2 separate regions of the Capsicum annuum genome follow, and region 1 is linked to region 2. The links are chromatin contacts, called in public Hi-C maps. All regions are on one chromosome and are shown on one strand. Each heading gives the region's core, a stretch centred on a gene start, on an enhancer-like site or on the middle of the called end of the contact. The rest is flanking DNA. Distances are from core to core; before and after follow the strand shown. Region 1 has its middle 4.0 kb from the start of LOC124888038. Region 2 has its middle 6.1 kb from the start of LOC124888275.

Region 1 (6,910 bases), core at 2,638-5,137, 170 kb after region 2:
CAACACGTTGGCACAACAAAAACATCATGTATATGTGTAAGAATATGGACTTAATTTTTGTCTTCAAATGGTCATTAATTATCACCCTTATCAGTTTTTTTTTCAAAAGGTAATATTTAATACCATACACTTTTTTCTTCTTTTAAATTAATCCGAGATTTAATCAAATTACTTTTTGCAATTGCTTCACTTTTATTCATAACATAACTAAAGTGAGTGTAAACTATTTATTATTTTAGAAATTAAATAAATTAATTATTTTTCAATTTTTTTTCCTTTAATATAATAAAATTGAATGAAGTTGATGTGATAAAAACAAATAGTATATGTTAAACTGAAATAAAATAATAAATAAATTAATTTATTAAATTATTATTTTTAATATTTAATAGAGCATAAAAATATCAAGACAAATAAATGAATTAGATGGAATGTTTGAAATTAAAAGTAAACTAAGTAGGCGTTTGGCCATAATCTACACTTATATGTTTATTATATTATTTTAAATTAATATTATTTTAACAAGTTTTGAATTTCAATTGTTGTATTTAGTTGGAAATTATTCAATCAAAAAGATTATAAATTTAATTCCAAGTTATTTTTTGTTAATAAAATGTTAAAATGCTCTCAAATGGTATATGAAAAGACCTCCCTCTTTAATTCACTACCTGAAAATAATTTTTTTAAAAAAATATTTAGTCATTTTATTTATGTCAGACATGAGAAGCATCATTATGTAGGAGCATACTACTTCATTTATGATCAAATTCAGTTTGATACTTTTAATAGATTCACCAAAAATTCAATGTTACATAAATTCAATATACATGAATATATAATTAAGAATTCTTTCAATAAACAAAGAAATGAAACAAGAGAAAAGTATGAAATATAAATAATTTCTATTATAAAGGAACTACATATTTAAAAACAATTGAAAATACTAAAGGAGTATAACTATATATTTTTAATTTAATAAGAAAATATGTTACAAATATTTTACTAGAAATGAAAAAAAATTACATATGTAATATTCATATAATGCTTCGATGCACAATTTTTGTATTCATTTAAGGATTATAGGTGTAATCACAATTGATGTGCATGTCAACTCGCAAAACAGATATTTAAAAGATAAATTTTTAAAAATAGATTGAAGTACATTAAATGGATAATGTAAAGAATTTTTACTATATTATATAAATATATTTATATGTAAGCTTTCATAAAAAATGAGATTTATAATCTTAAAAATAAGATATATAATAATGTATTCATTTCTTTTTATTTGCTCCATTTGGGTTGTACTTATATTCATAAATTTTTGCTCCTTTAATCTTTCAAGAATAGTTTGAACAAAATCTTTCTATTATGCCCTTGTTCAATAAATGTAATTATTATTAATTTGGAACGAGATATAGAATTTAATTAGAGGTATATTAGTGAAATTACTTTTAATTTTATAGGAGTAAGAGATTAAGGCATGTGTTTAACCCAAATAGAGTAAATAAAAAGAAATGAAGAGAGTACGATATAATTGATAAATTAGTTTCATGTCAAATAACTTTAAACTAACATTACATATATTTTTTTTAATCCCTTTAATAAAAAATTTAAATCCACCATTGTTAATTTGATTTGTGCTCTATTTTTTTTATAGATAATTTTTAACTATTAATAATGTATCTTTTGTATCTTTATATTACTTTATTATGAAAATGAATGTATGATATATTTATATGGATAAGAATAATCTCTTATCTCCTTAATATAAATACGCTATTTACTTTTATTTATGTAGTATATTAGGTAAAAAGATCATATTTTGAGAAAATATTGCCCGTAAAATTTTATAAAAATGTTATTATACTGGCACTTATAATTTTAATTTATCCTCTTGTATAATTTTAAAATAAAAATATTAAAATTAGTTACTTAATTCAAGAAAATATGTTTGGTCTGGTGTTAAAATAAGCATTAAAGCATATTATATTTTAATTTCAATTAGGGCAATTTAAATAAGTTGTAAGCTATTAATTGATTTTATAAAAATGAAAAATATAGTTTTCTTAAAGTGTGATCTCTACTATCATTTTATATTGTATTTATTTAAAAATATAAATTTAATTTTTTGATAAAATAATTAAATATCAATAAATACATTTAAAACTGTAATATTGGACCCGTAAAACAGACCCTTCATTATCTAGTTATTTAAAAATAATTGGAGGTAGAGGAAGAAAAATGGGAAAGATAATTATAAAGAGGGAATCGAACTTTCATCAATAAGATTATAATAATTTTAGATATTTAATTAATTAAATTATTATTTTTTTTCATCTCAAAATAGTTGGCATGTTTCATTTTTTGAGAGCTAATTTGACTAATTTTTAAATTTAAATTAGATTATATTAATTCAATATTTTAAAGTTAAAATTAGATATTAAAAAACTATATGAAGAGTACTATGAGTTGTAACTTTTCTTTTTTCAATATTATTATAAAATAGATCTTACAATAATGGTTAAATTTTATTTTGTTTGGCATCAAAAAAAAATATGCCAATTATTTTGAGACGAATAGAGTAAGATTCCCCACATAAGCTATACACTTAAGGATCGTTTGGTAGAAGAAATAAGGAATAATTAATTGAGATTAATTTTAGGATGAGCTTATCCCATATTTGCTTGGAATAAAATGCATGAAATAATTCATCTCACAGTTAGTTATTTCGGAATTATAATGTTATTTTTATCTCTTCTTGAGGGTTAAATAGCTAATCCAGAGATATTTAATGTCAGAATAACTAGCTTCCAAAGCAAATGATCCCCTATGACTTATTGTGCCCCCAATGGCTATTTTTATTTGATATTTTTGTCATTCACTTTTACTTATTTACTATATTAAAAATATATTTATATTTTGTCATTTTTAAGGTTAAATATCAATTAATATAGATATGTGATAAAATATTTACATTTGTCGTTATTAACAAAAAATCATGTAAAATTCAATCTACACAAGTAAAAGTGAACAATAGAGCACATGTATGCCCTTTATATGTTGTACTTAGGGGTGTACATAGGTCGGGTTGGTTCAATTTTTCATTAAAATATAACCAAACCGATAATGTCGATTTTCTAAATCTATAAACCAAATCAAACCAATATACAATCGGTTTTTTTATTTTGGTTTTAGTTGGATTTTTTTGGTTTTCTCAATTTTTTTACAATTATAATGTGATTGAAGAAAAAAATAAATATTTTCACTAAAAAGATTAAAAAAAAAAATAATGGTCATAGAGTAGTTCCAATTAAAATTAAGTTGACAAATTACTAAGACGTCTAAACTACTATTTCAAAGTAATATTATGTAGATACCCAATGGTTCAATTTCTAAGTCACTAGTCACAATAGCTTATCTGAAAGTTTCCTTCACAAAAAATGTGAGCATACAAAAGAATGAAGAATTGAAGACAACTTATTAAAAACCTAACTCCATAAAGTAATTAACTATAACATAATTGCATAAAAAAAATAAAAACCTAAATCATAATTTGACGAATGAGGAGAATGAGAAAAGTAAGATGAGGAAATAATGAGAACTCTCTCATAACTTGAAAAGTAAAATGTAAAGTGAAACAATTGAAGAGTTTTAGGTTTTTATATTAATATTGGCTTTGTACTAATTTGTTTCTAATGGACAAATAGTATAATTAAAGGCCCAAGAATATATTTATTTTTTGAGTATAAAAAAATAATAAAAGTAATAAGAAAGTAGATTATAAGTAATATTTTTTTATGTATAAAAAATTAAAATTATATATGTATTATGTCGGTTTGGTTTGAGTTCAGTTTGATTTTGTTTTTGCTAATACCAAACCAAACCAAGAATGATCGTATTTTTTTTAGCAACACCAAACCAATCAAACCAAACCATAAGTCGGTTTTTTCCTCGGTTTAGTTTGATTCATCGGTTCGGTTTGACTTAATGGTTCGGTTTGTACACCCCTAGTTGTACTTATCAAATCAAGCAATATCTTCCGTGCCTCATTTGTCCTCTAATCTACACACCTATCTTACATTATTTGTTTCTATGACTTTTTCTTTTATTTGTGTGGTTTATATTGCTTCATGAATAAGTATTTAACCTATGATATGCTTTTGGGTAGAGGATTTTGCGTTATTTTTTTCTTTTAAAGCTAATATATTACTATACTGCGAGTAGGGGTCTACTGATTAAATCATCGAATTAAATCGAATTGATGAATTAAATCAAATAGATAAAAAATATCGACTTGAATTTTGATTTGATTGATTTGGCGTTAGAAAAAAAAAATGAAGCATTCTTGATTTTGTTTGGTGTTAACCAAAGAAAAGTCAAATCGAACTCAAATCAAACTGACATTATATATATATATATAAATATATATATATATATATATATATATATATATATATATATATTCAGGTTTGCACATTTAATTTGTAATATGTAGGATAAATTACGCAAATCCCCAAGTATTAGGGCCATTAATAAATAAAATCCCATACCTTTTAAAAAATTACAGAAAATCTCAGAAATTGAAAATTGCTCTTGATACATATTTAATGCAGGCTACTCAACCATTGTAGCTCAAAATTACGGGATTTCATCTTTTAAAATCTTCTCCCAAAAAATTTCAGTAATCTCTCTCCCACAATTGTATTTTTTCCCAATACAAATCATTTCTCAACACCATTAATGAAGACCTAGTTGAATTGAACCTCACTTCACTGTTAAACTCCGTCCATTGACACCATACACAAACCTTAAATTTGTGGGAGAGAATTGAATTTCACCTTACTCTCACTTTGCCATTGATTTCCTCCACTGATTATTGCACAGATCTATGACCCTCGTCGAATAATCACCAATTTTAACCGCCATACTCAATGTAAACACAACAACCCGTCAACTACCCTTCACCATTAATCCATCAATCTTTAATCGATTTTGATTTTTTTTTCAATCCTTTAGGCCAATAAATATTAAGAGAAAAAGGAGAAATTGAACAATGTTGCTAGATTTTCGATTAGAATGGCAAAGACGGGGGTGGTGGTGGTAGAGGAGGAATTATTGATGTATTTGGTTGCTTTTAAATGAAGATTGAGAGAGTTAATGGGTAGTGTTGAAGATGGGAAATAAGATCAATGCATTAAAATAAAGTTCATGATACATATATATGTATCATTATGAATATGTATCATAGTAAAAAGAATATATTTTTTATTCATGATACATATGAATGTACTTGCATGCTAATATATCATAGTCTACTTAATTCATATGTAATATGGAGCTTAGTATTTGTTAATAAAACATGCTAATGTATCTCTGTGCATGTGTATCGTAGTAAAAAGAATGTAATTTTTGTTCATGATAATATGAATGTACTTGCATGTCAATGTAACATAGTCTACTAGCTCCTTGAATGATATGTAGATCAATGAATGATATGTAACATTTTCTTTCATGGCATATGAAAAATCTTGTATATGAATAACAATGTTGCTATAATATATTAGGTAATGATACATATTTCAGAAGCATAACTCTTTTCCACAAGTCAATGATACATATGTACTAAGTAAAATCATTTGATATAATATTAAATGGTGTAATATTTTGACACTTTGTATCAGACAGTTATATTATACGATATATATGCATCAAATATATGTGTATATATATCATACGTATGTATCAGATAAAAGCAATCACATAAGCATGTATCAAATATATGTCATATTAATTGTACCTTTTCCTAACATAAATATGTATTACAAATATGTAACGGGAACTTTTTCAACATAATTTTTGGTACTTTTTCATTTATATCAGAAATATGCATCAAAAATATATATCAACAAAAAATAACCTCTAAGGCATATGTATCAAACATAGGCAATAGATAAATCTCAAATTCATTCAGATAGAAATCTGGAGCCTTTTGAACACGTTTGTAATTACTTTTTCAAATATATCAAAATATGTTCGTGATATATTTTCAACACATTTCATCAGACATCTTATGAAATACTTTTGATATATACCATGTACATAATACAACTTCTTATACATATATTCAATTCTCTAAATAAAAAGTTCATCAAATTTTTATACATTACATTACAAAATACTTTTGATACATTTTTTAGATCTGATCGTCTCCGGACAGAATGAAGGAAATGAACACCAAATTCACTATCCAATACTAATCGTCCATTTAAATATCAATGACAAGCCTACCTTTCAAAGCGATGTCAGCTAGAAAACACCAAATCAACTACCCAACACAATTCTGGTGAAATTGGAATCATTTATTATTTTGATAAAACCCAAATCATCGAATAACCATTATTTCGACAAAATTCAAATCATCAATATTGTTGTTCTTTTAAATTCAAATATCAAAAAAATAAATTTTAAAGAAAAAAAAAGAAAAGATTAATAGAGATGAAAGAAATTGAATCAAATTCTACTTTATTGAATCACGAAATCAGTTATAGAAATTATCTGTTTTGAGTATTGAAAAGATAAAAACTGAAAGGTGGTGGCGATAGTAAGTTGTTGAAAACTGAAATTGAGGGAGTGTTGTTGTGTTAATGGTGTTAATTGTGGGAGAAGGTAGAATGGAGGAGCCCAGATCATTTTCACGTGATTTACTCTCCTAAATAAATGCAATTTCATTATTTCCTTATTTAACTAACCAATTTGTTTTAAATCTGTCACAATCAATATGTTCAAGACTTAATTATGTATCACAAAAGACGATATCCTGGGATCTTATGTAATTGAACAAAGTTCTAATAAAAGATATTGTTGGCTTCTTAACTTATGAGATTTGTGTAAGTTACCTTAATATTTA
Region 2 (7,832 bases), core at 4,156-6,655:
GTAGAAATGACGATTTTCGTTCTAGCCCAAAATACGGGGTGTTACAGATAACTTGCTTGGAGAGAAAACTGAAGCATTTTATCTCAGTATATAACAAATGATAACTTGATGATAATTGTTTTCTCTTTTAGGAGATATTAGGGGAAATAGAAAGATACGATATTTGTTTTACCCTTTGTTATTTGACTCTTACATTGGGTTTTTTTCTAGATGGATCGAGTTGGATGATAAATTGGGTTGTGGAATTAAAGGGGGAATTTGACATGTGGATGGGGATGTGGCATGATCACATGACTTTTTTTTACTCAGGTGGCATGCTCAGTAGAAGTCTGTTAGAGGGAAGGATATTTTTTAGCCAAATATTTAACGGAGAATATTTTTGAGTCAAAATACTAACAAGGAATATTTTTGATCCATTTCAGATAGTTGAAGGGTATTTTTGATCCTTTCTGTTCTTAAAAATCTGATCTGAACAAATTGTGAATTTGCTTGTCTTCGTCTTCATTCATTTTGTTGAAAAAAATTTCTTTCTTTTCCTTTACGTGGGTTTCAATTGGCATGATTTTGTATGCTTTGGTTGCATGTTTTCCTTTTTCTCTCATCCAATCTTGGGTAGTGACGAAGAGAAAATAAGGAAGAAAGTTACAATGAATCACTTTAACAATTTTCATTTCTTTTGTTGACTAATTTATAATTATGTCTTGAAAATTAGAATCTGTTTAGGCTAATTTGAGTAAACCTTGTAAGAAGAGATGCCCTGTGTTGATTTTTACCTTACTCTTTCCTCCGGAACTGATTATGTTTGCTTAGAGATAGTTTAGTCCCATAATGATCATTAAGAAATATGTTTATGCCTTGTTTAGTTTGTCTGTATTTAGTTCATGCAAAAAAAAATTAATGGCATTCATGTTAGACTATAATCTTTATTTTTTCTTTGCATGTGAAATTTGTCTGAGCTCAAAATGGACTCTTTTCATTGCATTTCTTCTATGGGCCAGTGAGGCCTACGCTTCTTAACTCTTTGAGTCAGCCCCAAAGCTTAAACACAAAAAGCCGATATACATATGACATATAGGTGCAAAGGAAGGAGAGAAAATGGGATCAAACCCATTAATGAAGCTGCTAGCTTTTTGACACTTAGAAAGTCTTGGAAAAATTTATGTTTTATGAGCCTCAAAGCCCAATTTGTAATTGCGAAAAGAACATAAGATGGCCACTCAAAAAAAATATTGGTCATGTTTGGGCTTATGGACATTCTATGGTCAGTCGGTCAAATAATTATCATTCAATCGTCATTGGGCTACTTCAGCCCTCCTCTTTCTTCTTGGGCCACTTCGATCATTTTTAGCCACTTCGATCATTTTTAGTCCTTTTTCAATTTGGGTCATTCAGCCTAATGTTTTCAGTTTTTTTGTTTTTTGCTACAAATTTTTTGACTAAAAAAAGCCTGTTATTTTCATTTACAAATAATAATTAAATATAGTTATATTAAAATTATATAATTATTGTATAGAATATGTATCACGATAAGATATATGTATAGATTCTATATAAGATGTGCATAGAAACTTTATAGTTGTTGTATAAGACATACATACATACACATATATATGTGTATGTATGTGTATAGAAATTATATAGTTGTTGTATTAAACATGTATTAGAACAATGATAGTAGCTAAAGATTGTGTGGAATGTGTATAAAACTGTATAGTTGTTATACAGAATACGTATGTGTAAGATATGTACATAAATTGTACAATTATTGTGTAGAATATGTATACAATGTGTATAAACATTGCATCATTGTTGTATAGAATGTGTATATATATACCAGATATGTATTATATCATATCAATGTATATCATATTGTAGTATCAATATGTATCGATACACACACTCTCTCTCTTTAGAATACTCATATATGTATTTGTATTATATTTTATCGGATATGTATTGGATCGTACCAACATATAGCAATACATATGTATTTGTATACTAGTGTTATTCGGACGGTGCTAAATTTGGGCCAAAAATTAATATTAAAAATTCAACTTGTAATTTTTTTCACTTGATCTTGATGCATTAAGTTATCGAAATAGCAATTCGACAACTACAAGGACTATTTATAATACTTTATGTCTGATAATGAGGACAAAAATAATAATGTGTAGACAAAGTAATAGACACATGTAGCAATTATATTGCATAAAAAAATTTGTGAGGACTATCAATCTTATCTTATTATCTCTTATATATAAGTACAATATGTGTCAATATGTATTGTATCATATGAAATATGTATTTTTCTTTTTTTAATTGTATTTGAAAAAATGCATATTTTATATTTGATTATCTTTTTAAAAAAAGAGAAAAAAATAGTGGAGAAAAGAGCAATAAATTATTTTATACACTTTCTATAATAATTTAAAAAATAGTAAAAAAAAAAAAAAAAAAAGCAACAACACAAGTAAAACAAAACAAAAAAAAAATAACAAAAAAAAAAAAAGAGAAAAAGTCAAACAAGGCCGCGCAAATTTGTTGTCATTAGCTGCTAGCCAGCGAAATGGCTAAAAAATAAAATTTTGAGTTCACTGGCTATTTTGTGTCATTTTTTTAGTCGAAAGGCTATTTTTGTCCATTCTCCTTTGTAATTTAACACAGATGAAGCAAATTTTGGGCCTTAAACACCCGAAAATAATTTAGGGTAGGTTGTGGAACAAAAGTCCGAATATTCTAGTTTTAGGAAAGGTTCAAGTTCTTGAAGTGGGTCAAGCCCAATAGTCCATTATTGGACAAGTTTAAGGATTTGGGCTTAGAGTGCCTAAACCCAATTTTTTCTCTCTTCTTTGTTTTGTTAGTATTTGCTAATTAAGATTTAAACAAGTTCTTCGACTAGTTACCTAAACCTGTTTCAAAATTATCTTTCAATAAATACATTAATCAAATAATTTTCTATTTAATTTTTTAGACAAACAATGTTTTTCTTTCAAGTTAGTCAAAAAGTTGTTTTCAAATAGACCGAACAACCTCGAGTTAGTGGATACCTCAAGTGTCTTGAAAAAAATTTTGGGATATTAATTTGAACCTTCACTCGAATTTCTAAATTTAACAGGATTTTTGTTGTTTTAACACTTTTTAAGTCTTTCAAAATTTTCTTAATTTTCCAAAATTAAATCAAGTGGCAGCTTTATTTTCAAAATTGAGTTCGAAACTTTTTCCTATGTTTTTGAATTCAAATAAGTCAAAGTCATTTTCTCCCATAAAACAAGGTTTCATGAGCATTATGTCATAGGCTCCTCAAGAGCACTTTACCTCCTTATTATGATCATTTGCTCCTTTCCTCTTTTAAGAATTACTGCATTTATAAGCAATTGGTATATCATAATCATAAGTGTCGTAGACTTTTTCCTTCAAGGACATTCAATAGGAGCATTTGCAACAGAAATATGAGATTACTTTTAGGTCAGTAAATGCTTCTAGCATTTGACTTGAACTATCTTTTGAATGAGGATCTGAAGATGATTTTCGACATATTTCATAGTTGCTTAGTTCTCTCCCTTATGTTAGGAAAACTAATATATACATCTCAATCTACTTTAGTGAATCTATCTTTGTGCATCATGATATATACATTCATCGTACACCACACATAAAAAACTAATAGATGACAAATATTTGGTTCCTGATCCCGAACCAATTGACAGAGAAATTAATCATAACTTATTGGTCTAATGCACATAAGTACTTTTGTTTGTAATATATCATATTTCAAACCAATACATAAAACTTTGTCCTCATAAGTAATGATCCAGATATTCATCGAAAGCATTCAACCCAAACTAGCATAATCAAGATAGATTGTCTTATTACTCAATTTGAAATTATGCTCTTGACTCAATTTATATTGATCAAACAACTTTACAAATGTCAAACTACAAATTGACAGTAAATGCATGTGTGATCATCTTATAGATGTATCTTTTCAACATACCACATGATGGGTGAACGGGTCTATATTCACCTTTTATACTTTTCAAATTTTTTTGATATACAATCCGAACATTAGTCGGTCCAACCAACTTATTATAGGAACAAGAAACATAAAACAACTGTTGATGAATCTTCCAGTTGTTCGTTACTTGTCCGATAATCAATATGCTCATCTTTGGGGTGTCATAATCGTTAATGCCAACTTATGAATTTATTTTTACTAATAAACTCCAAGTTTATCATGACATGTAATTTTTTCTTACGTAAATTTACATTTACTATTACATGAATAAATTTTTAGATTTATTACTTCAAGAGTAAATTTTAGAATATTTTTTCTCAATTATTCTACTTCTTCTGAAGGTGTTACTCCTATCACATTCACCACAGGAAATAAATTTGTATTTATAAAAATCAAAGCTCCCATTCCCTAATAATAAACTATATTCATGGCTTAAACCTATTAAATTATGATAGCTTAGAATCTCTTTCAAAATATTTACTACATGAACAAATTGAAGCTTTTCCTTTAACATCGATCTTATCAATAGAAATAGTTACAACCTATAAAATATTACCAATACAAATGGGTTATACACCTAAATGAATTTAGCCATAATAATAAACGTGAAATTTTACCATGTCTGGTAGTCATATATTTCTTGAGCTTAACTAGATCTTTCACCACACCATATCACCTGCATCATTATTAGTTGACTAAAATATATATTCCTATACATTATAAGAGGTAGTTTAAGGAGCTTCTCGTTGTCCTCCTCGTCGACAATTCGGGATAATTTGGGTGAGGTCAACTGCACTGGCAGCTATGGGGGCTAAATTGGTCCATTTACATGCTACCATCAATATCCATATCTAAAGTAATATTTCCTAAAAAGAAAATACCATCAGATCCAACAATACAATATCTCAATACTCAAATAAAAATTATCTCTTTATAACTGTTAAATCAAATATTCAAATCGAAAATTGTTTCTTCATAACTGTTAAATCCAAAACCAAATTTACAAAAAAGTTGAAAAAAAAAAACAAATTTTACCAACAAAAATCAATAAATCTACTGATAATAAAACTTTCGTAGCAGATGAACCAATTTATTTTGACCTTCTGCAGCAGATGAACCAGTTTATTTCGAGCAGCAAAGATTAATTTATGTAGGGAAACAACGTTAGACAGTGAATGAGTTTCTTCTAGATAGAGAAAGGAGTAAGAGATAGAAGTTTGGGTACTCTCAAATAGGTTTTTTCTTTCCTTTTGTTTCTTTTCTTGCAGAATGCAAGATGATATGCGGCCTGCTTGGTATTCCCGGCCATGGGCTGACGATCGAGGGTATGGGAGGAAGAAGAGGAGAGAAGAAGAGATTGGTAGTTGGGGTTGGGGATAATGTAATTAAGTCAGGTATGTTAGTGTAAACTAAAAATAATTAAAGAAATGGATAAAGACCGTGTGATCGAAGAGGGTGGGCGATTGAGATTAAAATTAAAATTTGGGTGGGCTTGCGCGTTATTGAATTGGGCGACTGGATTGGGCTAATTGAGAATTTAAAATTGAGCCAATTTATTTATCAACTAATTACACTTTCTCTCACTTTTTAATTATATCATTCTCTCTCTATTAATATACATAACATAACCGACATATACATAATATTTTGTGTATATATTGGAATTTTTGTAATATGTTTAGGGAGTTGAGATTTTTTGTAATATTAAAAACATAAGTTGTGTATTTGTGTAATTTTTATATATATTTATGCTCATTTTTGAATAAAATTGATATCATATAGATAAAAAGTAGCCTAAAATTAGACAAATTGAAGGAAAATTGAATTTTGACTGCTATTTCATTAATAATAAAAATATATATATTTGTTGAGTAATAAAATAATAGAATGTGGTATCTATAACTTTTATATTCAGTTTATTAAAATAAATATTTGGTTATATAATCAGAAGACATTATTTGGATAAGAAGTTTTTGCATAATTAAAAAATTATATTAATATGCACGATTTAATTAAGGATAGCATAGTGAAAATCAGGAGTAAGAGACCAACATGAGTTATGGTGAAGCGGATGAGGTTGTTCCACCTTTAACCAGCGGTCAAGGATTCGATCCTGGGTATGGAAAAAACTCTGTTGGGAGCGCTATCTCCCGAATGGGGATCTACCGGGCGTGAATCCAGATTAGTTGGACTCCAATGCGGGTACCGGACACCGAATGAGAAACCAAAAAAAAAAAAAAAATCAAGAGTAAGATCGAATTTCTTATGATGAGTACAAGCAAAAAACAACGTTATTAAATATGAAAATAAGGGAATAGAACATGGTTATAGTAATTTAAATTTGAACATTTCTTTGGTTGTTGAAAAATTCTATCATGTTTTAGTTTTATTAACTAAGTAATATATTTGATCATATATTTTCCAATCTTTTTACTTATGAATGACATTTGATCTTTAATATCAGAACATTAATATAGTTAGTAGAAAAAGATACAAATATTATCATATTTAAAGTATTACAAATGTTATAATTAAAATTACTAATTTCGAATAATAATGATCGGGCCATGCAGAGCACGAGCTTTCTTTTTCTAGTTGATGATAGATTATGGATATATTCATACAATCTTATCAAAGAACTTAACAATACTTATCTTATGGAAAAATAGTAGAGCTTCGTGGCTTTTGTTAAATTCCTCAATTCCTTAAAGCTAACGAGTTATAAACTAATATAGCAAAGAAAAGAATAACAAAGGAAAGAAGAAACAATAATTTTTATTTCTCTTGAGTATCATTTACAAAAAAAAAAAAAAAAAAAAAAAAAAAAAAAAAAAAAAAAAAAAAAAACCTCTATTTATTCAAGATATTTTAAAAAATTTTCTCCAAAACAATATATATTTACTGTATCTATAATGAATATATCTTGATAGATACTCATTATCATTTATAACATCAATTTTATTTTATGCATATTTATTTCTTTGATATAAAATTCAACAATATAAAAATGGCTTCTAAATTTTATAACCTTAAACTGAATTACCACTTAATATAAGGGAGCGAGGAACTTTTCGTTGTCATCACGGGGTCAAATTCGACATTTTGAAGTTGATTTTCTTGGGAGATCTTCACTCGGTATTGGGTTAATTCTCTTATATAGAAGTGGCACGAGACCGTCGTCATGTCTGTTTACCGTCAAGAAAATAAAATAAATACTTTCTGTCTCAAATTATCCGTCCCAAATTAAGATGATACATTAATTAAGAAAAATAATTAATAACATACCTAGTTTAACATTGTACCCCTAGTAAATGATGTGTACATTTTAATTTGAAGAAAAATAATTAATGCAAATGGTAAAACATGGAAAAATTTTTTGTCTCTTCTTGATTAATGAAAAAAATAAGCAAAATGGGAAATCAAATTAGAAAATTTGGGACGGTGGGAGTATTTATGACATGTCTGCTTCAATTGTTTCAACTATAATTTTATTACATCACTCCTAATTAATTATTATAAGTCATCTAAGTATTAAAAAATTAATAATAGTTAATATTAAATTAATTTGACGTCTGATATGAGACCCATTTAATTTTTTTATACAAGTACTTTTATAGTAATTTTGCTTTATAACATCTAATTAAAAGTAATTTTGTTATATAATTAATTATTACAAGTTATTTAAAACATGTTTGCTTTGTTGTTTTTGACCATCTAAGCATTGTGTCACTTAAATTGGCATACAGGAAAAAAATTATAAATCACAAAAAAAAAAATTAAATTATTTTAAGAAAATGTAATAGACTATCAACGCCCC

Evidence for each region. Hi-C and Micro-C count contacts between places; a contact is called where the count stands out from the background.
Region 1: a contact with region 2 is called in a Hi-C map of leaf, with 4 times the contacts expected there. The contact joins two enhancer-like sites. A contact is called at or near these places in 4 of 5 Hi-C or Micro-C datasets (bud, leaf and placenta).

The regions. Positions count from the first base shown.
Region 1 is chr10:139,909,069-139,915,978 of UCD10Xv1.1, forward strand. No RefSeq gene overlaps it. Among protein-coding and RNA genes, the nearest start is that of LOC124888038, 4.0 kb to the right of the region's middle. Within about 2 kb of position 3,888, at least 1 of the 5 cell types and tissues checked has an H3K27ac peak or open chromatin away from gene starts, as enhancers often do. A contact at or near this core is called in leaf, where this site is marked.
Region 2 is chr10:139,733,861-139,741,692 of UCD10Xv1.1, forward strand. No RefSeq gene overlaps it. Among protein-coding and RNA genes, the nearest start is that of LOC124888275, 6.1 kb to the right of the region's middle. Within about 2 kb of position 5,406, at least 5 of the 5 cell types and tissues checked have an H3K27ac peak or open chromatin away from gene starts, as enhancers often do. A contact at or near this core is called in leaf, where this site is marked.